Linked DNA regions of Mus musculus: all the other regions are linked to region 4. Evidence: chromatin contacts called from public HiChIP or PLAC-seq and promoter capture Hi-C data. All regions are on one chromosome and are shown on one strand. The core of a region is the stretch at or near the end of the contact, and the rest is flanking DNA. Distances in the headings are between cores, read along the strand shown. Region 1 has its middle 24 kb from the start of 4930511E03Rik. Region 2 overlaps Magi1 (membrane associated guanylate kinase, WW and PDZ domain containing 1). Region 3 has its middle 54 kb from the start of 4930511E03Rik. Region 4 holds the start of Slc25a26 (solute carrier family 25 (mitochondrial carrier, phosphate carrier), member 26). Region 5 overlaps Magi1 (membrane associated guanylate kinase, WW and PDZ domain containing 1). Region 6 has its middle 53 kb from the start of 4930511E03Rik.

Region 1 (4,223 bases), core at 616-3,115, 470 kb after region 4:
ATCCGTTTCTACTGATGCTGTTTTAAAGCACCATGCTCCCATGACAGTGGTCATGATCATCCTTTCATGCCTGACCTACTTCAATAGAATCTCCATCTCCATCCTCCCTTCAAATCACCCAGTTCAGCTTCAGTACAGAAGCCTGATATTAACATCATGCATTCCTAGCTTAAAGTTCCTTGATGGAATCCTATCCATCCTGCTTTTTAAAAAACAGGGTCTTGTATAGTCCAGATTGACCTCAGACATGCTATATAACCAAAGATGACACTGAGCTCCTGAGTCCTTTCTTTCTACCTCCCAGTGCCAGGACTACAGGTGTGCACTACCATACCAGGCATCCCACCTTAGTTTGAATTAAAACACAAAACCTCAGCTAAGTGTGTTGATAATCGACAGCAGGATCCAATCAATTTCTGGTCTGACTGGTGCTAGTCCTGGACCCGTTACCACTCTCATAACCGTGCTCTTCTCCTAAACAATATGGACCTCTTTCCTACCAAAAGTCTTTCCACTTCCTCTTCCTCCACTTGCCTGGTTGGTTGTCTTTTAATGATTAAAACTCCCAGCCCTGTTCCCTATACCAGAACACCATCTGCTCTCTCATGGAAATCTCACAATAACCTCTCATTATGTTTGTGAACAAGTAATGAATTATTGGATTCACTGTACCACGCCTTGTTCCTGCTGCTTGTGCTCAATGGTATAAATCGCAGTACCTGGCACATCTCAATGGTATACACTCAACAAAACACTGGCACAACATCTTCTCAATGGTATACACTCAACAAAACAGCTGATGGATGGAGGGTTTGAGTTTAGGAAAGTACCTTGGATGCGGTGTAGTACAGTCCTCTACTCCATGTAAAATTCCCAGCAATGTAAGTGGACTTGTAAAGTGTTGTTTGTCCCTTGACTCCATCAGTGTAAGGCAGCCCTATTTCATTTATCTCTCTATTTCTCTCTCTTGTAATAAAATACTATTCACATTCTGCCAGTGTTAGGCTCTGTACACTATTGCAAATCTCTACCATGGTGAGAATTTATCCACTTTTATAATTTTCCAAGTTTGCCTAATTATCTAATGCCACTTTTATACTGAAAACATTTCATAAAGTTATTTTGAATTAGACACACTGACTTTTCTTCAAGACATGGGGATGTGGAAAAGTGTTTTTTAAATATGTCTGAGAGATGTTTTTAAAATGCTACAAAATAAGATTGGATCTAAAACTCAAGGGTGATATGTGATTTGAAGCATTTAAGCTAGTATATTTAAATTCATTTTACCAATGGAGTGTGTGTGTGTGTGTGTGTGTGTGTGTGTGTGTATGTATCTGCTTGTATGTGTGTGTCTCTGTGTGTGCATCTGTTTGTGTGTGTTTCTCTGTGTATGTATGCATATGTCTTTCTGTATCTGTCTCTGTGTGCACGTGTATCTGTGTGGCTATGTTCTTATGCTTATGGAAGACAGAGGTTGATGTCTGGTGTCTGCCTAAATGGCTTTCCATCTAATCTCTTGAAACAAGGTCTCCCATTGAACCCAGTGCTTGCTAGCCTGCCTGGCCAGTGTGCTCCCAAGAGTCTCCTGCTTTTGCTGTCCCAGAACCAAAGTCACAGATACATGCAAACACATGCAGCCATTTTCTTACTTGTTGCTGGGGGTTGAGCCCAGGTCTTTCTTATCCAGTAGGCACAAGGCCAGCATCTGAAATGCTAGTATGGGAATCTTGCAGCCCACTTTGAGGTGCTGAAAAGCCGAGGCAACCTCTGAGTATGTGAAAAAAAAAATGTGTTGCTAAAGGGTAATTGTAGCTATTTGAACTTCACAGCGTCTTCCACTAGGGACATATTAATTCTGTCTAAACACACTAGTGCCACCTATTGGAAAAATCTCTGTTTAGACAGAAACAAAGTTGTAGGGTTAGAGTCTGCAATACTAGAAAATGCCTCTCGAGATGGCAATTTCCTCTGCTAAAGAAAAATAAGATTAAACCAGCTTGCTAAAGAATGTTTAGATGATGTCTAGATATTTTGATGTGGAAAGAGAGGTTTTCATCTTTAAAAAAAACTTGTTAGCAAAGAAAACATTAACTAATAATGAATCAGCAGACTAACAAATACCATAGTTCAGGAAAAGGCTTTTTGCTTGTATAATTAGTCCTGATGGGGCTTGGGTTCCTGGAGTGTGAGCCCAGAGGATTTTCTCATGGGCGAGAGAATTTTCTCACTCAGTCCTGCTGTAGAAGACCTGGAGCCCTGGAGAAACAGAAAGGAAGCAGGAGAATTTACTTACCTTATTACAAAGGGAAAGCTGCCTTTCCTTCTGGCCTTCTTTCATCAATAAATATTGTTTGATCACAAAGTATAAAATGCCTATCCCTGCCGTCTTTCAACCTCTGCTGGAAATACTTTTAACACAGTGGTTTGTGGGGAAATGATACAAAGAACATAACAAAGAGTATGACCATACATAAAAATGGCCTAGGGTGGCATAGTAACAGAGAGGAGAAGGAGGAGAGTGCAGAAATGAAGAAATAAAAATTCTAGAAAATGGCATTGACATTGTCCTGAAAGGTTTTAAAAAATAAAACCCAAATTGCTCATGGAAATTACATTTAAGGAAAGGGAAGTTGAGAGAGAGAGAAAGTTTGATTTTCCAATTAATATCTTTGTACTTCATTTTTATTACATAGAGGAAGGGAAAGGGCATCACATGTAAAAAGTACAGGCTGGGGCTGGGCGTGGTTGTTCGTGGCCCAGGGCTTACCTGACACACACTAGGTCCTGGACGCACCACTTAGCACTGGAAATAGTGCTTATATTTCTGAATGTACTAAAAATTAGTACTTACTTGAAGGTGACTGTGTACTTATTTGATAAACGTCCATTGGACATCTGAGACAATTGCATTTGCTTGACTGGATTCAAACGTGGCAAAGCAAAACCAATCCAAGTTGTATGGAATACAGAGCAAGACAGCGATTAGAGGGGCCAGGGCTGAGAAGGAGCCACGGAGAATCTGGAGACTTCTGGAAATGCTGCCAATGCTTTTACTGAACTGAGCTGGTACCTGTAACAGAGTGGTGTTCAGTGGTGTTCAGAAGTCACCAAGCTGTGGATTCTGAGCTGGACTCTTTCTTCCAGATGTGTGTAAGTAGATACAAATTCTAAAAATGACACTGAGATGACTTCTTGGCTAGAGAGACCTATTATTTACTTTCTAGTCCCCTGGATTACACCGCAAGTCTTATGGGGAGAAAACAAAAACAAATAAAGTGCATTCAATTTTGACATTTTCCTCAAATGCCTGTTGGTACACAGCTGTGGTTGATGGAATCCTAAAGCTATATAGCACTAGTGCTGGAAGGTTCTTTGGAAAGTGCTGAAGGAGTACTACAGGAAGCCAGGTCTGGGCGGGAGCTACTGCAGGCCCCAACAGAGGTCAACACCATATGTCCAACACTTCAACAAACAATACAAAAGAGTCCTTGTTCATTAATGGGAAGCAGACCCAACATCCACTTGGAGGCAGGCAAATCTGTTCCCTCCTTGACTGCCAAGCACCCTCGCCATTCCCTGTCTGCTAATTCACCTGTTCAGATTACCTGTCGATCAGTGAACACTGATGGGCTGCTAGATATCCTGGCAGACAAGCTTACAAATGATCGTGCCTGCCACGTGTCCTGTATTTAAAGGAGCCACAGTAAACCTTCACATCTAGTGAGAGGTGTGTTGTATTTCCTATCTGTCGCTGATAATCCTGGGGGACACTGAAATCCCAGGTAGGGTTACAGGCTGTCACGTGCAGCCACACATCCCGCTTCCCCTGGTTCTATTTATTTATTTTTTCGCACTCACACGATTACCGGTTGTGCTAAGTGTGCGGGCCAGAACTTTAATCTTGTTCCCCACTCAAATGGCAGATAAAACTGTGAAAGTAGCTCAGGCTTTCCCCACCACTCTAAGAAAGGAGTGTTAAGCTATGTGCTTTGTTTCTGTAACTTCCCACTAGCTCGGAGAAGCATTCTTACTAATGACAATGAGTGCCCCACTGTTGGCTTAGAGGTCCACTCATTTAAAACCTGGGGCAGGACTTGGGAGACAGCTCAGCAGGTAAGAGCACCTGCAGTGTGTGCAAGCAGGGGAACCTGAGCTCAGACTCCTAGCACCAACATAAGAAGCTGCACTTCTGTGCCCGTTACTCAGCACTGTGTGGGGGA
Region 2 (4,778 bases), core at 875-3,374, 350 kb before region 4:
GCACAGGGTCTGCAAAGGGAAGTCAGGAGAGGAGTACCGCGTCCCTCCTCCTCGGGGCTAGAACCCAGGGAAGCACAGGACACGGATATGTAACTAAGGTTGGCAGTCCAAATACCCCAGGGACTTATTACAGCCCTCCAGGGCCAAGAGTGCTCCCAGGAGACGACTCTGAGAGTAAACCTGGCAGAACTGAAGATGACTCAAGTCATTCGAGAGACTGAGTTTCTGATGAAATTTATCAATGCAGACTGAACTTACAAACTGGAAACTTGATTTACAAATCTTACACACACACACACACACACACACACACACACACAAAACCGCGGGGGGGTGCACTCACAGACTTTTAAGATGTTTCTGAACACACAAAATTAAGACATTCATTCAAAAAAACTAAAAGCCTTAATTTTCCCATTCTAAACAAGTGAAGAAAAATATTACTTAGATACTCAAGACAGTCCAGTACAATGTTATTATAAACTCTAGCCAGCAAAATCCAGCATAGTGATAACCATTATTCCACAGGCCTTGAGATTCTACATGCGAACCATAAATTATCTGAGTACAAATTAAGGTCCTTATTGTATTTTCTACTATACACAAAGTAAAGGTCAGATGTATTGCACACATGTATGTGTGCTATATCTATATTTTGCCTACATATGATAATATTAAATACTGGGTTCCTAGTGGCTTTCTAACACCATGAGTATTAGTGAATATGAAAATTTTTTGAAGTACAGTCACTAAAAGACTGGGAACCACCACCTTACTCCTGTCTGCTCTCTCAGCTGACCTCATAACATGACTATGAATGGAGACAGAAACTATAGCTGCCTTAGGTCAGAATGAGATGGATGAATGAAATAAGGAAAGTGTCCATTTGATATGTACGGGGGCGGGAAATGTGTGAAAGGGAACAGAGAAGCCACTCATTTAAGAAAAAAGAACTTATTTTCTTCTCACATCAAAGTCCTCTAAGAAGTCCAGCTGCTAGTGCACCATGTCACCACAGCCTCTATATGGACCAGCAATATGCCCAATACTTGCCTTCTGAGCCATCCCTCCCATCCCCTCAGCTACCTGAATACACTGTGAGCCATGGTGATGATTGGCTTGAGGGAAAGGGGGATTGACCAACAAATTCCAAGCTTATGCTGTACAACTTCTGAACACATGTGAGGCTGAGGCTAGAGTCAAGTATTCCCAACACATCGTCAGGGCAGGAAGGAACTTAGTGAAGGCAGTTACCACTGACTGCTGTCAAGGGAGGCTTTCTAGGAGGGAAGTACCCAAGAGGATGCTCAGAAGATGGTCAAAATGCAAGCGCATCCGTGGGCGTGCACATGCATGTGCATGAGGATAACGGATGGTTCCATGGCACAGAAGGAAGCCGTGTGTCCTCCAGCACACCGCTGTCCGTGTCACTGGCTCACACACGTTAGGCTGAGGATGGGAACTCGGAAGATGAAGGCAGCACTAGGAGCTCAAAGCCAACTGTGGTGATGTGGTTAACCCACTACTTCAAAAATTAAAACAAAATGATAAAATGAGATGCCTTACAGGACAAAGATGACAATGTGAATCTAAGGGAAGGGACCCTAGCTGACATTTAAACTTCACTATATGCCCCACATCGCTTTGTCTCTCATACACATACAAACAAAACAGCTCTCGTTCTCTCACAGACACTTTCTCAAACGCACACATACAATATTTTATTCACACATTTTTTTCTCATGTATATGTCCCTATCACACACACACACACACACACACACACACACACACACACACACACCAAACCACCCACTCCCCCCCCCTCTCATGCTGATCAAAAGCTTGTGTCCATGCATCCAAATCCTCAAAAACTGAACTTTAAAAAACAAAAAAACACTGATTGTATTTAAAAGAAAAAAAATCATTTCCAGTAGAACAAGGCCTGTCATAAAAGCCGATATTTGAGAAAATCTCCCAAAGGATTGCCAAGAACATTTTAACTTGAGGTCAGACTTGCTATTGCACTTGTACTCCCTGCACTGGGAAGAATGAGACAGGAGGATTCCAAACTCGGCCATGCTAAGCTACACAGCAAAAGTGGGGCATAAGGGTGCAAAAGTACAAGGTCCTTACACTCCCAGATAAGCAGTAGGGAAGCCAGGAATGTTAAACACAGAGGCATGTGTCCTCAGTGGGGGAGATGAAATACCTGCATTCCACCCAGAAAGTGGAATGGATGTTGTTTACAGCCTGGCAATCCTTTTGCTATGTGTAGAGCAGATTTCACCCAAACCCCCTAGAATGATTATCCCAGACTCTTCCCTCCCTGGGCCTTTATCCTAAGTTTCCATCAACTAAGAAATGGTCCTTAGGAGAAATGTCATATGTATTTTATGGCCTGCTGACCTCTATGCAAGCTCAGGGAGAGATCATACTTTGAGCTATAGGACCCGCCTTACTGGTCACATGTCCTTTGTGAATGAGTGTCTACACAGTCATACCTTAAGCTTTCTTTGCACCTGGAATGGGAGTAATTGTGGCCTGGAAATGTTTTTCCAGATTCTATTGTGTTTAAATATGCCTTCAATAAACCACCTGGCATCAGAGTCTGCAAGTTTGATAAAGTTTGAATAAGTCAAACTGAACCAAGTTTTATTCTCACCTCTTTGTGGTCCCTTTCTTTCCCTGCCTACAGTGACACCAGCAGGGATCCCCTCAAGAGGGCAGGATGATATGATCCAATAAAGGGTTAAAAAACAGGGCGGGATGGGGGGAGGCATGGTGGCATAGGCTTGAAGCCCCAGCTACTAGAGAGGCTAAAGTAGGAAGACTCAGCAGAAGAGATGCCCAGTATATGTAGGTCCTTGATAATCAGGGCTCAATCACCAGAGCAACAGAGATGGGACAGAACAAGATGAGACAGGACAGAATGGGATGGGAAAGGACAGGAACAAAGAACAGAGAACAAGAGATTCCTGTAACAAAAAGGAAACCACAACTATATCCCAATTTCAGAACGCTCCAAGCTACAGACTAAAATCCTCCCATTGTATTTAATAGCATCTGAAATCACATAAACATTAACTACGGGAAGAAAAAAAATAATAAAATTTATACCTTGTTTTCCCACAATAAAGCCTACTTTAATGAAACTTGTGCAGTGACTAATTCTTTAAAGAATGAGGTGGATTCTACAATGGCAGTAAACAGTGCTCTGAGTTCCTGTTAGCAATCTGAGAGCACATCAAGCCCTCATTCCACCCCTGGCCAGCCACTGAGCCAGAGCTTTGCTGCACAGTATGTGGCTCCACTGAGCTCCAAGTGCAATGGAAGCCTAGAGACCTAGGAACCCGCTGAACACTGGGGTGATCAGTGAGTGAGCTGCATTAGCTGAGAGCCACACCTCACTCTCTGTAGGAGTCCCTGTAGCACACACCGCAACCAACGGTGACAAATACAACCAAACCTCAACATGTCCTATAGAAGACTTCACAAATGCAGTGCTATCCCAAGTAGCCCCACACAGCTGTCAAACTTGGCTATAAATTTGCAGTTTAGACCTGGGACAAGCGACCAGCTATAAAAATATTAGGTTAAACAATGAGACACATACACAGAGCTCTAAACAGATGCTGTATGTAGAAAATGCATCACAGATAATCATTGTGTTCACTGTGCACACTGGAAACTTTACACTTTCCAAAGCAGCATTCTCCACCCCGTACCATCTAGCAATACATAACAGGAAATCACTCCCTGCTCACAAAATCCCTGCATGGTTAAGGGACTCTAATTGAAAACTTTATTTCTTTAGTTATATTACAAGGGGAAAAGTTCCTAACCCACAGTCCTTCTTCACCCCTGCGCAAAAAGGAAAGAAAATGAATAAAGCAAAGAGTACATAAAACCTTCTAATGAATATAAAAACTAACAAATTTTACTATGCGATTTACTGACATCTCTGCTCATTCACTGTGTTATTTAAGATTATGTGGAAGTATAGACGTGAATTTAAAGACCGTGTAGACTAACTTGTGCTGCTTTAGAGAAATCTTTGTGATCAGACAACCTGGGAAAACAGTAGAGTATCTCATGGATTTTCCTCAAAAACTCCAGGAGCAGGAACCATGGCCAGGTCCATTTGACAGCTACAGAAACCGAGCTTAGAATGGGCTGTAAGCTCATCAAAGCAAGACAAACCCAGATGGGAGAGCACACCTAGAGGTCGCACCTAAAAGAGAACCGCACGTATTGTTCCCGTTTCCTCGCATAACACATAGGAAAGACACCAACACTCATATTTTAGGGGAAAAATTCAATAACAAGATTCTTTTCAAACTGTTTGTCCAAAAAAGCCACCTCATAAAAAGCGTGTTAGATGGTTTTTAAATGAACAAAATCTCCACACCCACCTTTCAGCTGTTCTTACGTCATCCAACGGAAGTCACTTTTCTACAAGGTGAAGGAAGGCAAGGTTTCCAGTGCAGAAAATTTATGAACTAGATATGCATTTTTACAGATTTTACTTGCTCTGTTGTTGTTTTACGTTTCATGGAAATTACAGTAAAACTGGTTTCTTCCTGAAAAAAAGGCACTTCAAAAATTGGTAGGGCCAGCAAGTCGACCCAACTGGCCATCAAGCCTGGATCACCAACCAGACTTCAATCCCCAGAACATACATGGTGGAGAGAAAACAGATTCCTGTACCATCCACTGTTAAAATCATCAAAGTCAAACTGGGGAGAGGGTTCAGCAGTTGAGAGCACTAGTGGCTCT
Region 3 (4,638 bases), core at 503-3,002, 390 kb after region 4:
TTGGGGAAGAAAGGGTTCATTTGGGTTACATGTCCTGATCACAGATGATCATTGAGGGAAATAAGGGCAGGAAGTGAAGGCAAGAGCTGAGGCAGAGACAACAGAATGCTACCTAGTGGATGGCTCCCCATGGTTTGCTCCTCCCCTGCTTTCTTACACCACAGAGGACCACCTGCCCAAGGATGGCAGCTCCCACAATGGACTGGGACCTCCCATAGTAATCATCAATCAAGAAAATGTCCTAAAGACTTACTTACAGGTAATCTGATGGAGACATTTTCTCAATTAAGGTTTCCTCTTTTTGGATGATTCTAATTTCTGTCAAGTTGATATAAAATTTAGCACAAATGCTTCTCAATTTGGGGTTATATTGTGGGGGGGATTTGACCCTGTTTAGAGACATTTTGATGGTCATAACGTGTATGTGTGTGTGTGTGTCTATTCCTAGTAAATAGAGGTCAAAGACAGTCAATATCTTAAAGAAAACATCCAGGAACTATTCCCTGGCCCACAACACCAAGCCTGAGGAGTGGTACTAAATCTACTGTATTCTCTTCTAGCCTCCCCTTCAGAATTTTGGTAGCTGGGATGGGGCAAAGCACGGCAGTAGAACATTTGCCCAGCAGGTACAAAACTCTGAGTCAACCCCCCAATAAGCAATTGAACGTAACTCCACAGCGCTCCTTAAGGGTAAAAGTCAGCAGTACATGATTTCTCACCCTGATGGAAGCTAACCCTTCTTTAGACCCGGATCCCTGGTACATTTGCTATCATTCGGGCCTCATCCCTTCTCTAGCAGACACTCCACAGCCGACAAATGCTGATACAGTCTCAAGCACACGTTCTTTGGGACAGGCCACAAAGTGCCTTTGTGTCTGGTGGGTCTTGCCCTTGTCGACAGGAAGAAGGGAACACCCACAGGCCTAATTTTAGTTTGAAAGTTTAGTACCAATGTGTTAGGGTTTGAAGTGAGGTTATGCAAGGATATGATGAATTCGTGACCTGGGCATGGGAATACCCCATGGTGATATTTTGAAGAATGGAAATTGGAATGGCAACAAATGTGAGAAGGGACACAGCAATGCCCACAACCTTCCTCAATTTCTAGAGGACAGTTAAGGTAAATGACACTCCCATACCCCAGATGGTTTTCTAAACACAAATAACATTGTTGTGCTTTATAGAATGTTGAACATGCTGCCCGGGCAACAACCACTCTGCTGACCTGGGAACCTTTAACTCTGTTATCAAAGGAGCTGGAATAATAAAATGAACCTCGTTGTGCAATTGTCTTGGCTTCCTTGGAACCCCTTGTCTCCTGCTTTAATTGTTACAGTATTTAATCAGGAGGCAACTTGGCTACTCCCACAAATGTATCAAGCTTCATCTAGGAAAATAGCTTTGACGTATTTTTTCTCTACATCCACCAAATAATACATTTGCCTCTGGGACCTCCCAGGGAAATCTGTGGGCAAAGAAGCTATGAGAAGACAGGGACCACCCAACAAACTCAGTCATCACATGAGGGCGGAGCCTTGTGGGTCCTCGTCTGCCACTGTGTCTGGCTACCAGTTGGCAACAGTGAGCAAATAACTTAGTCCCTAAGCCAACCCTGAATTCCAGGAAATTAAAGTTCAGTAAATAACTCTGCACAGATCTTCGAGAGAAACGTCAAGGAGACGGTATCCCGAATGGCTCTAAAAATAGCCAGGTAATTGCCTTTGAAGCTCTCTTGAGAAGATGCACTTAGCTGAAGGAGTGAAGCCGCGAAGGACTCCTTTGTTTGTTGACAGGTGCTGTCTCTATGTAGTCAGCCAGTCACCTCTGAAGTGGGTGTTGGCAACCCAATCAATATTTGGGTACTATGGAGTTACTATGCCACTGGGTTGACCGCCGTTAACAGCAAGGAAACCCATCGTGTGGCTTCTTTAGGCCATACTGTTTACTGAAATGATAACGCTGGCTTTCCTGACCTCGATGCTTGGTTCAGCTTGTCACACTTGGCCTGAACACTGTGGGAAGAGTATTCACCACCTCTCTCTCTGGTCTCCCTTGAGACTATTGATGCTCTTAATGCTACTTTAAAGATCCCCCTACCTTCTTTCCAAGCAAGATTGGAGAATCTAGACATGAAATGCTTCCGCAGAGCAGTGGCAGAGTTCAACCAGTTTGGCAAGTTGCTGCCTGCGGTTTAGGACCCACCGACCGCTTCACTTTCTCTCCTTGGTACTTTAATTCTTCCGTCTTGGCAGTAGACTGTGGAATAGACTTGCAGTCATGAAAAGTATGAAATTGTGTTTGTCTCAAATAGTTTGCTAGGTTCTTCATCAGTCAGAGGCCTACCACAGGTGTGAATATTTGTTTGTAATCCAAACATAGCAAAGTAAACGGTCGCATTTTGCACACCCCTCTTCCCATACAATGCTTTGAATATTTTCTTTGTGATGGTCAATGACTTTGTTTAACTTCAAAAACAGCCTGAATGGAAAGGAAGGGCTGGGAGACTTGAAACTGTTTGTACAAGGTCTGAAAGTGAGTGATGGCTAGGCTAAGCTGGGCATAGAGTCCTGACATTTTGTCAGCTCCCTGAGGAGGCAGATGTAATGTCCACGACTCACCTGCCATGTGTTGATGGAAAAACAACTCTGTCACGCATAGTTTTTAAGGCTACACACGTGACCTTTAACCTCAGAACCTTTCCAGAGTTTTCCACTGGGTATCAAAATTCTTTCAAATATTTCCAGCTGGGCATCTCCTTGAGCTGTAATTGCAGCTCAGCATTTTAACATTGGTGGCTATTGTTGAAGGAATATTTTCTCTCCCCCCATGGCAAGGACCATTTGGTGAACTCTCGCTGGTAGACAGAGGGAGGTGGGAAATTGCCAGGATTGTTAAAGCTTAGCCTTTTGCCTTCCAGTTGAATCCTAGAGTCCTGAAAGGGGAATATTTTTGTGGGTATTCAAGTTCCTGTCCTCATGTTAGGTTTCTAGACAGATCCTGGGAGACAAAGAACTTTTCCCTATTGTGAAGTTCAGTGTCTCCACAACAGAGTGGAAACTCAGACACCCTGAATCTAAGAACCAGAACTGATGCTAAATAAACAAATAAAGATCTAGTAACTGAATTTCAGGGCAAATTACAAATCTTCTGATTGATATTTTCTACTAATCTAATTAAAATGGTCAAAGATTGTTATAAAAGACATTTAGGGGCATACCCAATAAATAACATCATGAGGACATATCCAGAAGAGAATAATTCAGACCTAAAACAATACATTTCCCACAAACAAAAAGGGTTCACAGAGCTAAAAGAATGAAATACACACACACACACACACACACACACACACACTGAGTTAACTCAGAGACTTAATTGGAGAATTTCATGGAGGAAAAGAAAAAGCACCTACAGTTGTCAGTGATGCCCTGACAGGGCCTAGGAGTCGCTGGTTTGGTCACACTAAGTCTTGAGATAAATCAGAACTGCTCTGGACTGTGTCACAGGCGACAGCTCTCTAGAATTTTCAGTGAAGCCGAGTATTTCCACTGTTCTTTCCAAAGATGGTTCATTTATTTTTCTGACTTCTCAGATTGTCAGACCAAAGGACCCCAACATTTGCTGTGCACATTGATGCTTGTAGCTCCTTCATAGAAATTTCCACTGAAGTGAGCTAAAAATAACCAAATGAAAAGAAAGTGGTGGGCTCTATCTTGGGAACTATTAACATAATTTCCTACATTCCCCGGGTGAGGCCACTGAGATACAGTGAACTGAATGGTTTCTCTCCTAGGTTACAGGTTCATAAATGATAAATCCTTCACTTCTTTACTGCCCTGTCACGAAGTTCAGTGCCAATCTATAAGGTCTAGTTCACTCTAGACACTGTTCTGCCTTGAGGATTCCGTATACTAAGTTTCAAAACGTGTGGTAGTCTAGGAATAAAATACATTTCTGAAATTTCTCCCTCCCCTGTCTTTCTTTCACACACACACGCACACGCACATGCACACATGCACATATGCACACACACATTGGCCCTCAGTATCATAGGGGTTAGTTTTAGCACTTCTACACATGGCAAATCCATGGATGATTAAGCGTCTTTCATAAAGTGGCACAATGTTTGTAATAACCTATGAACATCACCCCTCCATCTTTAAATCATCTTCAGATAATCTATACATAAGTATCCATTAAAACGTATGTTTTAGCTGGGTGTGATGGCGCATGCCTTTAGTCCCAGCACTTGGGAGGCAGAGGCAGGCAGATTTCTGAGTTCAAGGCCAGCTACTCAACTACAGAGTGAGTTTCAGGACAGCCAGGGCTACACAGAGAAATCCTGTCTCAAAAATAACCAAAAACCAAAACAACAACAACAACAAAACAAAAAAGTATGTTTTAGAGAATAAATAAGAAGAAGGAATCTGTACACATTAAGTACAGATACAGTTGGGTATGGCATTGTGTGTGGATGTGGGTGGATGCATCCGTGCAGACTGAGGTGTGTATGTCCATGTGCTCAGAAGCTAAAGGACAACTCTGGGTAGCACATTGCTCTATTTTTAACTCACTGACCCAGAGACTGCCAAGGGGGCTAGGTTGGCTAGCTGGTGAACTTCAGGGACTCTTTTCTCT
Region 4 (4,475 bases), core at 877-3,376:
TTGGTATTTTAAGCTACTTACTTGTTAAGCTGAAACCAACCAACCAACTCACCAACCAATCAGATTTCTGGACATGGAGATGGTGTAGAACAGTATTTAGTGAGCTGTGGGAGTGCCTTGATGCAAAGCAAAAGTGAAAGGTATAGGGACTCTGAGGGAAATTCTAGTGGGAGCTTACTGGTAGACCCCAATGGGCTGTGAGGAGGCCTCCAATGAAGCCATGCTATAAAAGAGTGTGGTAGGGTGAATTCTCAGATGGCCTCAGAATCCCTGCCCTTTCATGCTCACAGTCTGTATACTCGCTCCCTGCCTTTGAGTGTGAGCACGGCCTGTGTGAGCCCTGCTGTTATGGTCACGTTGCTCTATATTACAGAAACGGTTTCTGCAGTTGTCAATCAGGTCTCCAATAAATTGACTGAGTGAGTCAGGATTATCCTCTGTGGCTCACACAAGATTACTGGAGGTTAAAAAGTCCACTAGTCACTTAGTTCTACAACATACCTGCTACCTGAGATGTAGTAGGCCCTTCATGCATGCGGAGGTTAGAAGGTATTGTCCAGTAAATGGGAAGACAAGTCTACTCCAAGAAACTTGCTAAATAGTTAATGACATGTTCATCCAAGAGCACACGTTGCCTTCACAGTGAGCAAGATGAATAATCAACTATCAAAGCAAGTCATTTTTTTATGCCACTTTATTTTTTACTGACACAGTGATTGTACAAATTTATTAGGGTAGTGGGTGATAATTCAATACACCCACACGATGTGAAATGGCTAAGTCAGCCATTAGCATGTATAATTCCTTAAATATCATTTCTTTGTGGGTCATCTTTGAAATTTTCTATTTTCTTTTAGTTCTCTATAAAAATATATAACAGTGACTAGGTAGGTGGAACTATATATGTAGCCTTTGTGGCTACATCTATACTGCCCTTGCATGTTCAAGACCCTAGAAAGAAAACCCAAATTATTATCCAAGTGTAATGGCTCACATCTGTAATTCCAACATTTGGGAGGCAGAGGCAGGACAATTGTTATGAGTTTGAGGTCACCAGAACTACATAACTACATTGCCAGTTCTAGCCTATCATAGGCTACAGTGAAACTCAAATACCAACTGAAATACACACACACACACACACACACACACACACGTAAGTAAATTGTAAACTAGCAATCCTACTGTCCTGCAGAGCAATGGTACTTATTCTTCCTGTCTTCCTCCATCTACACGAGGGCCCTGCTAGGTAAACACATATTCTACCATTGAGTTACACTCACTATTAAGCTGTATTTTTTTAAGTATTAAATTCTATTTATTTCACTATCAACATATTAATATGTAATAAAATATAATATGCAAAATATATGATATACAATAAATATTAGGTATGTCCACAGACATTGGGAGACAGCTTGTGGGAACTGGTTGTCTCTTTCACCCTATGGGTCCCAGGGAGTGAACTCAGGTTGCAGGGTTGGTGGCAAGAGCTTTTACCTGCAGAACCATCTCACTCGCCCTATCTAATAGGAATTTGTTAGTTGTCACCTCCAGAATTGGAGGCAAGCGCCTTTACCTACTAAGCTATCTCACTGGCCCTAACTAATTGTATTTTGATAGCAGCTACCTCCATCCTTCTTCCCTTCGTAGTCTCTAGTGATCACTCTCCTACTTTAAGTACATTAATTTAAAGAGAAATAAACGTCAGTACAAATGGAGAATACTTTTTTTTTTTTTTTGGTAATAAAAACGTATTTTTGTTTAACATTTTTTTTCTTTCTTTCTGGAATTGGATCAACAGAAATCCAGCCAGCCTGCACAGATAAAGCGAAGGAATAACGGACTTGGATTGTGAGTAGGAAACCACAGGGCTGGCCTTCAGGTACAGGCAGTGCCGCCTGGTCCCAGTCCTGCCAGCTCTGGTCTCTCCTCCGGGGTCTTTCGTAGATCCCATCCGGGGCCACAGGCTTGTGCGAGGCTCTTGCCTAGCGCCTCCGGAGCCGGCTGCTGAAGGACAGGAAGCCGGAGAAGCTCCAAACCCCAGGGTCCTCCAGGAAAGGCTCAGCGACCAGCACCGAGCGACGCACGTGCTTTTGTTGTGGTGTGACGTCACGAGTTCTGCCCCGGAAGTAGTTGCTCCATATCCCGCCCCAACATGGCGGCGCCCAGCTCTTTAAGTCAGCACCTGCTTTTGCCCAGCTTGTGATTTTTAACCTTGGCGGCGTTGGGAGACCATGGACGCGCCGGGCTTCACGGCCTCGCTGGTGGTGAGTACCGGGTAGGGGTGGGCTGCTGGGTGCAGGCTGCGTGGGAGCTGTGGCGGCTTCTCTGCACTGCCGCTTTCTTCCGGGTTTAAGCAGTGGTCGGTCTGTCCTCAGGTCACTGGCTGCTAGATCTAGGACCAAGCCTAGAGACGTCTGGGAAGTCTGTTCTCAAGGCTTGGTGGCTTCTGATGGGCTTTTAGAGATGAGGTATGCTTGACACATTGTCTTATTTACTGAAGGCTTCAGTAAATTAAGACTTCCCTTGTACACCATATTCACCTGAACTTGGGAATTAAACATGCAAATACACACTATTCAGGAAAACACTTACGACCCATCCATCCAAGATACTAGCTTGTCTTTTTGAAGTTTCTACACATTTAGTTCCTAGTAATCTGCTCATTTTTCTCCACGTTTAGGCTTTGAAGAAATACTGAGCATAAGTAGTGGTGTTGTGGAGTCGATGGTTTATTGGCTAATTCTGTCGATTTATGAGAACCAGTGCTTTTTGAGGGGCCTATAACAGCAGGTCTAGCAGGAGATAATAGATTTAGCAGATGTAAGAGAGACTGGTTAACTTTGATTTTATTCTGGAAGAGTGAACAGAAGCAGACAAGAAATACCTTCATTTTTAAAATGCTCCTGCTAAGGGCAAATAGAAGCCCAGGGGCATTTGTTTACAGAACTAGCTACTGCTCTGATGGAAGGGTTGGAGATAGAGTGTTGAACAAGAGAAACCTGCCCATAAGAGTTAGATGTAGGAGACAGTACAGAAGTGACTGCTCGGGTAAGTGACAGGTGGACTAGGTTCAGGACATTATGGGAAGAGGTGATAACAGGTTATGGGCCAGGCATCCTAAATATATGAGATTCATTTGTGTTTGGGGAGATGGCTCAGTAGTTATAGCATCTGTAGTTCAGTTCCCAGAACCCTGGGAAATGTTGGGTGGGTCTGGTGGCCCATGTGTAATTCCGGTGCTCAGAAGGTGGAGACAAGGGATCCCTGGAGCAAGCTGGTGAGCTAGACTAACCTTTAGTGATCTCTAGATCCTTTGCTTCAGTGAAGAAAGAGGAGAGACAATGAGAAAGACTTCTGACTCAAGGTTGGGCTGCACACACACACACACACACACACACACACACACACACACACATATGTGCACGAGCACAAGCACATAGCACATCGCACCCAGGCTCATTTCATTGTATTTAATTTTCATTTACTGTTATTTACTTCTCCAAAGCTCTGAAAGCACAGGTGCTCTTTCCCCCATTTTGTACATGAAGAAATAGAAATGAAATCGTTTTCTAAGAAGATCCAAGGCTCTCCCAAGAAGTGAGCTCATGCCAGCTAGCTCTGTCTGATAACAGACCTGTGCTCTGAGGCCATAATTTAACCTGAGAGAATTTCTGAAGGAATGGAAGAATACTCAAGCCCAATTCGACAGCCACCTTTTCATTCTTAAGAGCAGCCTCGTTGAACAGATTGAATCCTACAGCCCTCCTGTTAGGAGGCGATGATGAATTGGCTTTTAGAGAAGTGTCCCAGGGTATAAGTACCACTGTGATTGGGGGAACGAACGCCTAGAAATGTTATCATCTTATGGTTGATTGGGAAACCCTGCAGTGTCAGAGATGCTGGGTTAGTTGTTAGACAAGTTGAAGGTGACTGACCTGACTTGTACTCCGAAGACTCTTGCATTACCACACATGATTGGTAGTATAAAGGAATATATAAATATAGTTATGAGAGGAATAGAGGAGGTAGCCTTTTATTCTTAACTGGAAGGTTGGGGATAGCTCTATGAGGAATAGCATTTGGTTGCTGTCAAACCAGCAGATGGGATTTTTGGCAGGGATATGTGTGTCTGTGGGGTTTAAAGGGGGGAGAATTAGGTGGTAAGAAGGCCATTCCAGATTTCGAGAAAAACCTAAGCTAAAGCAGAGAAGGAGAAAGTTCTGGACATGTTTGGGAACCATAGTAGTTCATCATAGTTGGAGTGAATGGCGCTCCACGTTTTGTGCAAGTGTACAGGTTGCCAATGGAGAGGAGAAGCAAGGGCCGATGAGGGCACGCTCTCAGTTATTCTTTACCTAGTGCCTGTCAGCTGCAGCCAGTGGATTGAAGAAGTTTTGAAGGACTAGGCATATTCATGTTGAATGGCTTTGACTTATGCTGCAGTGTTCCTTATAAACCAAGCAATAAAA
Region 5 (4,235 bases), core at 1,471-3,970, 420 kb before region 4:
AGTGGAAATTAGATGGTTCTCCTTTCAACTCATATTTTAAGTGAGCTGACATCCGAATGCCTGTGGTAACACCACCACTTTTCCATCCCCTAAGTCATTCAGGGACAGAGAAGATCATAGAGGCAACCACAGACAGATGGATGCACTCAGGGTACAAGGAACAGGTGGAGATAAAGCTATCGTAGTGAAGACACTGTGGCCACCTTTAAGCCTCTCAAACCTCGACCAAAAGAGCATTTGCACAGCAACACACCCTAAAAGAAACCAGACACACTGAAGAATAAATCCAACTTGAAAAGTCTTCCTCTACCATTTTTTTTAGAGAACAGTCTACTGTCAAAACAAAGATGTTATGTTTAGCCAGTTCTAGGCAGCTCTGAAACTTTAAATAGAAAACCAAAAACACACTGAGCTTGAACGACAGGAGAACCAACTCTCACACACCATCATTCATTTATGTACTCAAAACCATGTCATGGAGCTAAGGGCTATATTAGGTGCTGGAGAGACGACAGCAAACAGGACATACTCTCTGTCCTCTGAGACTGCACAGCCCAGCGGACCAGTGGGACAAAGAAGTGGGCAATTATAAAAGCTGAGTGGAATGCTAAGAGCAAGCCTATGGTACTCTGGGAACACTAAGCCGAATACCTAATCAGGGTTTAGAAGTTAATAAAACAACTGCCAATCATGTAGTTACACACACAGATAAGGACTTTGCCATTGAAAGTGGGTGGGGAAGGTACCCTAGACAAAAATCCCCCACGCAAAAGCCAAGAAGCTAAGCAAACCCAGAAAGAGGGAACCCAGCACGACTGAGGTCACGGGTGGAGACGGTCAAGGTTAAAGTCAAAACAACCACTGAACTAATAAGCAAGGCTCACCCACTCTTGATCCCCGGGGATCATACAGGTCTACAAGAGGCCATTTTCTTTCTCTTCCACATTTTCAGATCCTTCTAAATTCCCTCAAGATCAAATAAGAAACCCTAACAGGTAATTCACACATACTCTAACTCAATTGTTTCGTGGAACTCGACTTGGGTACAATCAGGAGCAGTTCTCGGAAAACACTAGCACGTCACGTGTCTGTGACAAGCTTCTGAAGGCTTTACAGGGATTTAAAAAAAAAAAAAGTGATCTGTTCTGGGGGATCACACAAGCATCCACAAGGTAGGTGTCACCCCAGTCTTACAAATAATATCCCTGCAGCTCAGCCAAGTCCGTGAACTCAGCAATAGAACTCGGTCTAACCCAACCTACAAGCCACCAGAGCAGTGCTCCCCACTGGTTACGTCCTGCTGTGTGGGCAAGTTGTGTGGACAAGTTAGGAGCATGCTTGTGTATGGACTGTAAGTGATTCATTGTATCCTGTTGCTTCTGCACTATGAACTTGGGAGAAGTCTCTCCAGCTCGCTACATCCATGGTAGGTGGATGCCTCAGACAGACCTGCCAGCGTGATCTGCACTCTAGAGCCTTTACAGCTACAATAAAACCAATACTGGGAAAGCACTCTTTAAATCATGCGGTACTTCTCCAGATACATACGAATTACAATTCTGCCTTGTTAAACATCTCTGAGCAAGGCGCAACCTTAATAATTAGGACAAGTTTTCCTCTCCCTTTGTTCTGCTTTCTACAAGGCAGAAACAGCTTCGACATAAAAATCCCCGGGTCTCTTATCCAGAGAGCTCAAAACAAGAAATACTGTCAAAGCTGGTCTGTAAGATCCTTCAGCAGATAAGAGTCTGCTGTGCAAGGCCAACCATCCAAACCTGATCCTATGAGCAGACTGACTCCCAAGAGCTGTCCTCTGGCACGTGCACTCTCTCTCCCTCCCTCTCTCCCTCCAGGGCATATAAGGACCTGTATTTACACACCCAATAAACAAACAAACAAACAAAACAAATGTTTTTTTTAAAAAATTGTTAGTGTAAGCTTTATCACAAATGCTTAGTAATATAATCAATGTGCTGCATGACTTTCATTTCATAACCTGTAGGCCTAAAGACGACCAAGAGAAAAACTTTGTTCCTAGTACTGGAGAAGAAAAATAATTCTATACTTTCCTGAGAATCTTTGCAAGCTTTGGCTAAACTTAATTCACCTCCCTAGCTTAAAACAAACAACAATATGGCTGTCTTGGAACTCTCTCTAACTTTGAGATCTGCCTGACTCTGCTTCCTAAGGGCACAGATCAAAGGTGTGCACCACCCCCTGGGTTTGCTTTGTTTTAGCAGCTGAGCTTGCTGTCTGCACAGGGAAAAAAGGGTGGGTGGGGGGGTGGTGAAGAAATGCACTGAGTCCTCCTTGCAAAAAAAAAAAAAAAAAAGCTCTTCAGCACAACTCAGCCTAAATTAGTGGCTTTTTAAAGCCAACCCGTTGAAATCCAGTCATGGTCCTTTTTCTTAGATAAAGGCCAAAGTGGACAGTCACATCACACAAGGGTTACTGCCATTCAACAGCTAAACGAGGAAAAATAAGAAAGCCTATTTTCCTGCAGACAGACAGATCCTGATTAGGCAGCATTTTATTGAGCCTGTGAAGTCAGCTACAGGATCTGTAAAGAACTGTTAAGCTTAAGCTAATAAAGTGGGAAAGGGTAGCTTAGAGCCAAAGAATCCTGTCATTTCAACTTGTCAGCTTGAGCTCCGCAGGGAGCCTTGGGCCTTTCAGTTCAATAGCGGTAAGAGACTGATGCAATAAAGCAGGTTCAAATCAACATGCTTCACACATGCAGTACTTATAAAAGCAAGCATTCTTCATAGTCCTCGCTGTCCCGGCCTCTGTCACCCACTCTTCCTGAGAGGAACAAGCAGGCTTCCCCTCGAAGCTGAAGAGGTCATGCTGGCCCAGCAAAGGCTTTTTGGTAACATAAAGTAGACAAGTGACCTGCAGACAGGAAAATCCAGATACTCAAATCCCTACATAAAATGTCTCAGTATTTGCATATCACCTACATGCACTCCCACATACTTTAAACTAACTGTATTACCAACACTCAGCTCAATACAAACGCTAAGGAAGTAATTGTTGTATCAGATTCTTTGGCGACATTGACAGGATACGAAAAGCCTGTAGCATATGTTCAACACAGACAGTTTTGTTTTGTTGTTTTCAAATATTTCTGTTTGCAGCTGGTCGAACCACAGGTATGCCACCCACAAGTACAGAAACCAATGGTTTATACCTCTACAAGACACGCCGGTCAAAACTAATGATCATCTACTGAAGCTGTGTGTGTCAAGACGGAATACAGCTTAGCAAGGGATGGTAGATACAAGTGGATTCACCAGGAGACGAAGGAAGGTTTGAAGGAAGGGGAAACAACATCAGTTCTGGCTATTGAATGTCTTCCAGCCTGCTTGAGTTCCCCGAGAGACTCCGCTCTTCCTTTCTCTTGTGTTCCAAGCGTCTGATTCTTAGTGTTCAATCACTTTCCTTTTAGACTTGCACATGTCAGAAAAAAATGTTCCTTTTCTCCTTCAAGTATCCTTTGGCCTGATACTTCTACCTCAAGGTAGAATTCTAGCTTAATTTCTCCAAGAAAACTGGTAAAAAAAAAAAAACCCTAATAGATATCCAAATAACTAAAAAAGTTAACAAAGTGCTTAACAACAAACATTTAGGGGAATCTTTAAATGACAAGCTAAACAGGACTGGATTAACAAACCATTATCTATAGATTCTGAAAAAGTTTATAACTATTCAACATTACTATTGAAACTGTTGTAGACTGAGCTGTGAACAGAACAAAATATCTACCTTTAAGAGGTCTACATGCCAGTACTACGGTGATAATACAGCTATGAAAGAACATGTTTCTGCATGGGGATTAACACTGGGAAATATGTAAGGGGGTATTAGTTAGATGGTCCACAAGAATGTCTATATTTCCTACTAGTATATATGAATTTTAGACAGAAGAGGGAAGGAAGAAAACAAAAACAAAAACAGGGTATCAAGAAATGGGAAAGAGGAAGAAACAAGAGAAGAGTGAAGATATAAACCAATCTCATTTTCCACTCTGTGCTTGCGATTAAAGTTACAAGAAACTAGACATTTCTCTCTCTCAGGCTTTGGATCTAACCAGTGTCCTCGAGCACGCTGGCCAAGCAGGCTAGCCTCTTCCTAGTTCTCCTCCCCACACCTACTTTTATGTGTACAGTATTGCGACTCAAACCTAGGACCTCCTTTGGGCTACAATCTCAGCATCCTATTTAAGTTTCTCTAAA
Region 6 (4,249 bases), core at 1,197-3,696, 500 kb after region 4:
TGACTCAGATGCAGAGAGAAAGCTTACAGTACTACTGGCTTGCAAAATCAGTTGGGAATGTTACCATAACTCTTGTGAAAGGAGTGTGCCTATGGAGGGGAGAGGATAGCAGGAGGAGGAGGGGGCAAACAGTGGGATCCCCAAATGTGTAAAATGAATAGCTGATTCCCATGGCATACAGACTCTTAGATATCCAGGGAAATCACAAAGAACTGAATCAACTTTATATGCCCCAGTACAGGGGAACACCAGGGCCAAGAAGTGGGAGTGGGTGGGTAGGGGGGCAGGGGGCGGGGCAGGGGAGAGGGTATAGGGGACTTTCGGGATATCATTTGAAACGTAAATGAAGAAGATACATAATAAAAAATTGGAAAAAAAAAGAACTGAATCAAAATTGCAGTTGCGATTCACAGCAGGGAAGTAAACACTGACAACTTGAATTCAGCTAAGTTAATGACCAGTAGTTTCAAAAGGGCCCAGCAGATTTCAGACCCTCTCTAACATCTCAAAACCCAAGCATTACAAAGGCTTTGTTAACCTCTTCTATTAAGAACAAATATATTATACTCTGAAGACCATGTATGACCTGAATTGCTTATTCTTTAAAAGGAAAAAATAAAACTCTAGAAAAAAATATTTTTAAAGCATACAGGACCTGCCCACAGGCCACAATTTGTTGACGGATACAGTGGAGACACATGCAAGTGCAACAAAAGCTGTAAGTAGAGTTGCTTTGGAGATATAAATATTAGGGTTTTGCATGGTTAATGCTGAATTAGATTCTGATCATAGATCGAAGAAATCCGCCTGCCTCTGCCTCCCGAGTGCTGGGATTAAAGACGTGAGCCACCACGTCCGGCTTTTTTTTTTTTTTTTTTTTTTTTTTTTGGTTTTTCGAGACAGAGTTTCTCTGTGTAGCCCTGGCTGTCCTGGAACTCACTCTGTAGACCAGGCTGGCCTCAAACTCAGAAATCCACCTGCCTCTGCCTCCCAAGTGCTGGGATTAAAGGCGTGTACCACCATGCCCAGCTAAGGATATAAATTTTTATCTACTACTCCAGAGTCATGCCTGCCTCCTTGCTCCCTGCCATGTGGTCATGGATCCTAACCCTCTGAAACTGTAAGCAAGTCCCTAATTAAATGCTTCTTTTTAATAGATTGCCTTGGTCATGTAGTCTCCTCACAGCAATAGAATCGTAACTAAGACAGCCTCTAATAGGAACTGTGGCAAAGGGTGGGAAGACTTGGGAACTTGGAAATAGGATTAGACAGGAAAACACACACACAACAAAAGGCTACATTTCTAATAAGAGAGAAACCAGAATGGAGGACAACAAGCTCACATCAGGAACCAGCAGAGAAAGAAAAAAGTCAAATCAGCTTAATACAGGCAAAAATGAAATATGGTATAAAGGGAAACTTGTGCTTGGGGCCAAATAAATAAATAAATAAATAAATAAATAAATAAATAAAAGCAATATGATGCAAGAATAAAATTCTGTGTAGAACCTACAACTAAAATTTGCATACTGTTTCTCCTTATATGGCACTAGAAAACCCCCAATGTTTTACTGAAGCAATTAGTATTTTATCTAGACTTAATGAGGAACAACTTAGAAGTCCATAGACTTTAAATCAAGTTCTGAAAAAAAAAATGCGGACAGACAAAGACCAACCTGCCGCCAATATTTTTTTTTGCTGTTTCCTTCTTTACAGTCTGGTCCTCACCGACTTTTACCCACTGAGAAAGAATCAGAGACATCTATTTTCTTCCTGCCCTGTAGTGAGAGAGCAGAGGTCTTTTCCTTGCTTGTAAACAGAAGCTTTTTTTCCCCCTTTCTGTCATTCTTTAGGGCTCCTGAATATCCTTTTGAACTGTGAAGCCAGAGAAGGTTGTGACAAAGGGACTTTCCCTCTAAAATAATGGATTACAGACACCGGAGGCCCAACATCATCAACCTAGGGGAAGGGTGCAGGCAAGAGAAGCTGCTGCGGCCTCAGACCTCTCTGAGCACAGCACAAGCCAGCAGGCAGTGGGAAAGGCAGCATCCTATCTCAGAAGTTTGAAAAGGTGGGCCAGGTTGGGAGGACGTACTCATTCCCTAGCAGCAATACACTGTCCAAAAATAACCTGTGCCCGCTGTGCCCTTTCTCATCCTGGTGCCCTTTGTACCCAAGTTCACCCACTGACATTTTCCTCTCACTAATATTCAGAGCTTAGCCTGTTAGTTTTTTTTTTAAGACTTATTTTTATTTAAGCATGGATGTGTGTGTTTGTGTGAGTATATGGTAGTGTGTGCAAAGGCCCGAAAAAGGTGTTACATATCCCCAAAGCTGGAAATACAGGTGACTGTGAGCCACACGTGGGTGCTAGGAACTGAACTTGGTCATCTGAACGAGCAGCAAACACATTTAACTGTAGTCAGCAGAGCTAGATAGTCAACATTTAAAATGATTGTTTCTACCTTGAACGTGGAACCTTTATGCCTTGTCCAAAGGAGAGTGGAAAGTCCTGGGTACTGCAGCCCAGTACAAGAGCCCCAGGTCTGAAACACCATTACTGCATGTGTGGGACTAAGGAAAGACAAACACTATGACAGCCACACTGTGTCTTGAGATGAAGGAGAGTTTAGAGAAATCTATCTCTACAGGGTTCATTTGCTAAATGGCCTCCTGAAGTTCATAGTGGTCAATACAGACCCTAAAATCTGAGATGGAATATGTCAGTCAGCTGCAACCCACATGCTCTCCAGTACTCAAGTTAGAGTCTGGGCCGTGGTTTAACATCTAGTGGTAGGAACACTCTCTGTATTTCAGTGATTTTTTTTTTTCTGGGCAGATCCTTCAATGTCACAACAATGCTTCTTTAAAATTAGACTCCCTTTTGGATGTCAGTCAGGCAGTGAATGAGTTAGTCAAGTACTAGGCAGAGCCCTGAAATTATAGCTCTGGACCTTTAGAACTTTCTTCTTTTGTATACTGTTATAGGCATGTAGGGTGCCATGGTTCTTCACGGAGCCTGTATGTTTGCACAGGGTCTGTATGGCACACACTTAGCACCCTCAGTTACTCATGTCCTGTGATGGTGTGTTGAGAGGGGAGGGATAGGAACTAAAAGGATAAAAACGCTATGGGGTTTCACAGGGTTACATTACACTAGAGCTGGGCAGAAGGCGTCGTAGCAACTACATGGCTCAATCTAATTCCACTTGGGTCTAGAGATGGTTAAAAAAAAATCCTCCTAATGTCACCGGCGTGGTGGCGCACGCCTTTAATCCCAGCACTTGGGAGGCAGAGGCAGGCGGATTTCTGAGTTCGAGGCCAGCCTGGTCTACAGAGTGAGTTCCAGGACAGCCAGGGCTACACAGAGAAACCCTGTCTCGAAAAACAAAACAACAACAACAACAACAAATCCTCCTAATGATACACATCGAGTCAGTGCTTGAGCCAAGGCTTGACCTGTGTCTTCTGACTTCAAATCCACTCCTCTTAGACTAGTGTAATGTAGTTTCAAATAGTTTTAATTATTTGGGTGTGTGTGTGTGTGTGAGAGAGAGAGAGAGAGAGAGAGAAGGAGAGAGAGAGGGGGGAGGCAGAGAGGGAGGGAGAGGGAAAGCGGAGGGGGGGGGAAGAGGGAGGGAAGGAGGGAGGGAGAGAGAGAGAGAGAGAGAAGGAGAGAGAGAGAGAGAGAGAGAGAGAGAGAGAGAGAGAGAGAGAGAGGAGGCAGAGGGGGAGGAGAGGTGGAGGTGGAGGGGAAGAGGGAGGGAGCATGCATGGCCCTGTTTTGCTGGCATGTATGGCCATGCACCGTGTATGCAGTGGTGTCTGAGGAGGCCAGAAAGAGCACTGGATCCCTTAGCACTGAATTTATAGTTAGTTGTGAGACACCATGTAGGTGCTAGGAATTGGGTTCACCCTCGTCTTCTGGAAAAGCAGCTAGTGTTTTAACTGTTAAGCCATCTCTCCAGTCTTTAGACTTACTATTTCAGCTAAGAAACTCCCATGGCCTTGGTTGCTAATGTTGTAATAGTTGGGGTTAGTAGCTCTAGGATAATACCTCCTCATGGTTCAGCAAACAGAATCGTTCACTCCTGCAAGGTCAAAGGCAAGTCAATGAGGATTTGCTCTGTTCAGTTAGGGAATCAGGCTCTCTTCATGGAAACAGGTGGCTTCAGGTCACAACAGCAGTGAGGAGAATGGAGACTAGCCCTGGTTCTTAGATGTTGGTTCTTACTTCCATACGCATTTC

What was found. Promoter capture Hi-C pulls out the DNA fragments that hold promoters and counts their contacts. HiChIP or PLAC-seq counts read pairs in DNA pulled down with a chosen protein or histone mark.
Region 1: an H3K4me3 HiChIP or PLAC-seq map of bone marrow-derived macrophages shows a contact between it and region 4, with 7 times the contacts expected there. The contact joins the enhancer-like site here to the promoter of Slc25a26 in region 4. A contact is called at or near these places in 12 of 39 promoter capture datasets (the 3T3-L1 cell line, the C10 cell line, the HPC-7 cell line and 7 more), 1 of 15 datasets of contacts at CTCF or cohesin (the NIH/3T3 cell line), 3 of 484 Hi-C or Micro-C datasets (bone marrow-derived macrophages, granulosa cells and hematopoietic stem cells), 14 of 115 datasets of contacts at active chromatin or transcription factors (the 230-238 cell line, T-cell acute lymphoblastic leukemia, acute myeloid leukemia and 6 more) and 3 of 9 other capture datasets (adipose tissue, embryonic stem cells and liver).
Region 2: a FOXA1 HiChIP or PLAC-seq map of pancreatic cancer cells shows a contact between it and region 4. The contact joins the enhancer-like site here to the promoter of Slc25a26 in region 4. A contact is called at or near these places in 8 of 39 promoter capture datasets (the 3T3-L1 cell line, 3T3-L1-derived adipocytes, the C10 cell line and 3 more), 1 of 484 Hi-C or Micro-C datasets (the C10 cell line), 2 of 115 datasets of contacts at active chromatin or transcription factors (pancreatic cancer cells and stem cell-derived neural progenitor cells) and 2 of 9 other capture datasets (embryonic stem cells and pancreatic islet).
Region 3: a contact with region 4 is called in a promoter capture Hi-C map of stem cell-derived epiblast-like cells, with 2.7 times the contacts expected there. The contact joins the enhancer-like site here to the promoter of Slc25a26 in region 4. A contact is called at or near these places in 4 of 39 promoter capture datasets (the C10 cell line, embryonic stem cells, liver and 1 more), 3 of 115 datasets of contacts at active chromatin or transcription factors (embryonic stem cells and pancreatic cancer cells) and 2 of 9 other capture datasets (adipose tissue and liver).
Region 5: a contact with region 4 is called in an H3K4me3 HiChIP or PLAC-seq map of embryonic forebrain, with 5 times the contacts expected there. The contact joins the enhancer-like site here to the promoter of Slc25a26 in region 4. A contact is called at or near these places in 13 of 39 promoter capture datasets (the 3T3-L1 cell line, 3T3-L1-derived adipocytes, the C10 cell line and 7 more), 1 of 484 Hi-C or Micro-C datasets (embryonic limb bud), 14 of 115 datasets of contacts at active chromatin or transcription factors (bone marrow-derived macrophages, embryonic basal ganglia, embryonic forebrain and 10 more) and 4 of 9 other capture datasets (adipose tissue, embryonic stem cells, liver and 1 more).
Region 6: a contact with region 4 is called in a promoter capture Hi-C map of liver. The contact joins the enhancer-like site here to the promoter of Slc25a26 in region 4. A contact is called at or near these places in 17 of 39 promoter capture datasets (3T3-L1-derived adipocytes, the C10 cell line, HPC-7-derived erythroid cells and 10 more), 2 of 15 datasets of contacts at CTCF or cohesin (the NIH/3T3 cell line and large pre-B cells), 5 of 484 Hi-C or Micro-C datasets (bone marrow-derived macrophages, megakaryocyte progenitors, neural stem cells and 2 more), 13 of 115 datasets of contacts at active chromatin or transcription factors (the SCID.adh cell line, acute myeloid leukemia, bone marrow-derived macrophages and 5 more) and 2 of 9 other capture datasets (adipose tissue and pancreatic islet).

Annotation. Positions count from the first base shown.
Region 1 is chr6:94,965,391-94,969,613 of GRCm38.p6, forward strand. No RefSeq gene overlaps it. Among named protein-coding and RNA genes, the nearest start is that of 4930511E03Rik, 24 kb to the left of the region's middle. Within about 2 kb of position 1,866, at least 10 of the 459 cell types and tissues checked have an H3K27ac peak or open chromatin away from gene starts, as enhancers often do.
Region 2 is chr6:94,152,942-94,157,719 of GRCm38.p6, forward strand. The region is part of intron 1 of Magi1 (membrane associated guanylate kinase, WW and PDZ domain containing 1); the gene reads right to left. The region is part of intron 1 of 4930511A08Rik (RIKEN cDNA 4930511A08 gene); the gene reads right to left. Among named protein-coding and RNA genes, the nearest start is that of Gm52867, 73 kb to the right of the region's middle. Within about 2 kb of position 2,125, at least 24 of the 459 cell types and tissues checked have an H3K27ac peak or open chromatin away from gene starts, as enhancers often do. A contact at or near this core is called in liver and pancreatic cancer cells, where this site is marked.
Region 3 is chr6:94,887,734-94,892,371 of GRCm38.p6, forward strand. No RefSeq gene overlaps it. Among named protein-coding and RNA genes, the nearest start is that of 4930511E03Rik, 54 kb to the right of the region's middle. Within about 2 kb of position 1,753, at least 11 of the 459 cell types and tissues checked have an H3K27ac peak or open chromatin away from gene starts, as enhancers often do.
Region 4 is chr6:94,498,188-94,502,662 of GRCm38.p6, forward strand. Slc25a26 (solute carrier family 25 (mitochondrial carrier, phosphate carrier), member 26) reads left to right here and starts at 2,127. Exons shown (of 10, transcript NM_026255.5): 1 at 2,127-2,270. The coding sequence starts at 2,238.
Region 5 is chr6:94,082,276-94,086,510 of GRCm38.p6, forward strand. All of the region lies in intron 1 of Magi1 (membrane associated guanylate kinase, WW and PDZ domain containing 1), which reads right to left. Among named protein-coding and RNA genes, the nearest start is that of Gm52867, 140 kb to the right of the region's middle. Within about 2 kb of position 2,721, at least 25 of the 459 cell types and tissues checked have an H3K27ac peak or open chromatin away from gene starts, as enhancers often do. A contact at or near this core is called in embryonic basal ganglia, embryonic forebrain, neural progenitor cells and 1 more, where this site is marked.
Region 6 is chr6:94,994,540-94,998,788 of GRCm38.p6, forward strand. No RefSeq gene overlaps it. Among named protein-coding and RNA genes, the nearest start is that of 4930511E03Rik, 53 kb to the left of the region's middle. Within about 2 kb of position 2,447, at least 2 of the 459 cell types and tissues checked have an H3K27ac peak or open chromatin away from gene starts, as enhancers often do. A contact at or near this core is called in liver, where this site is marked.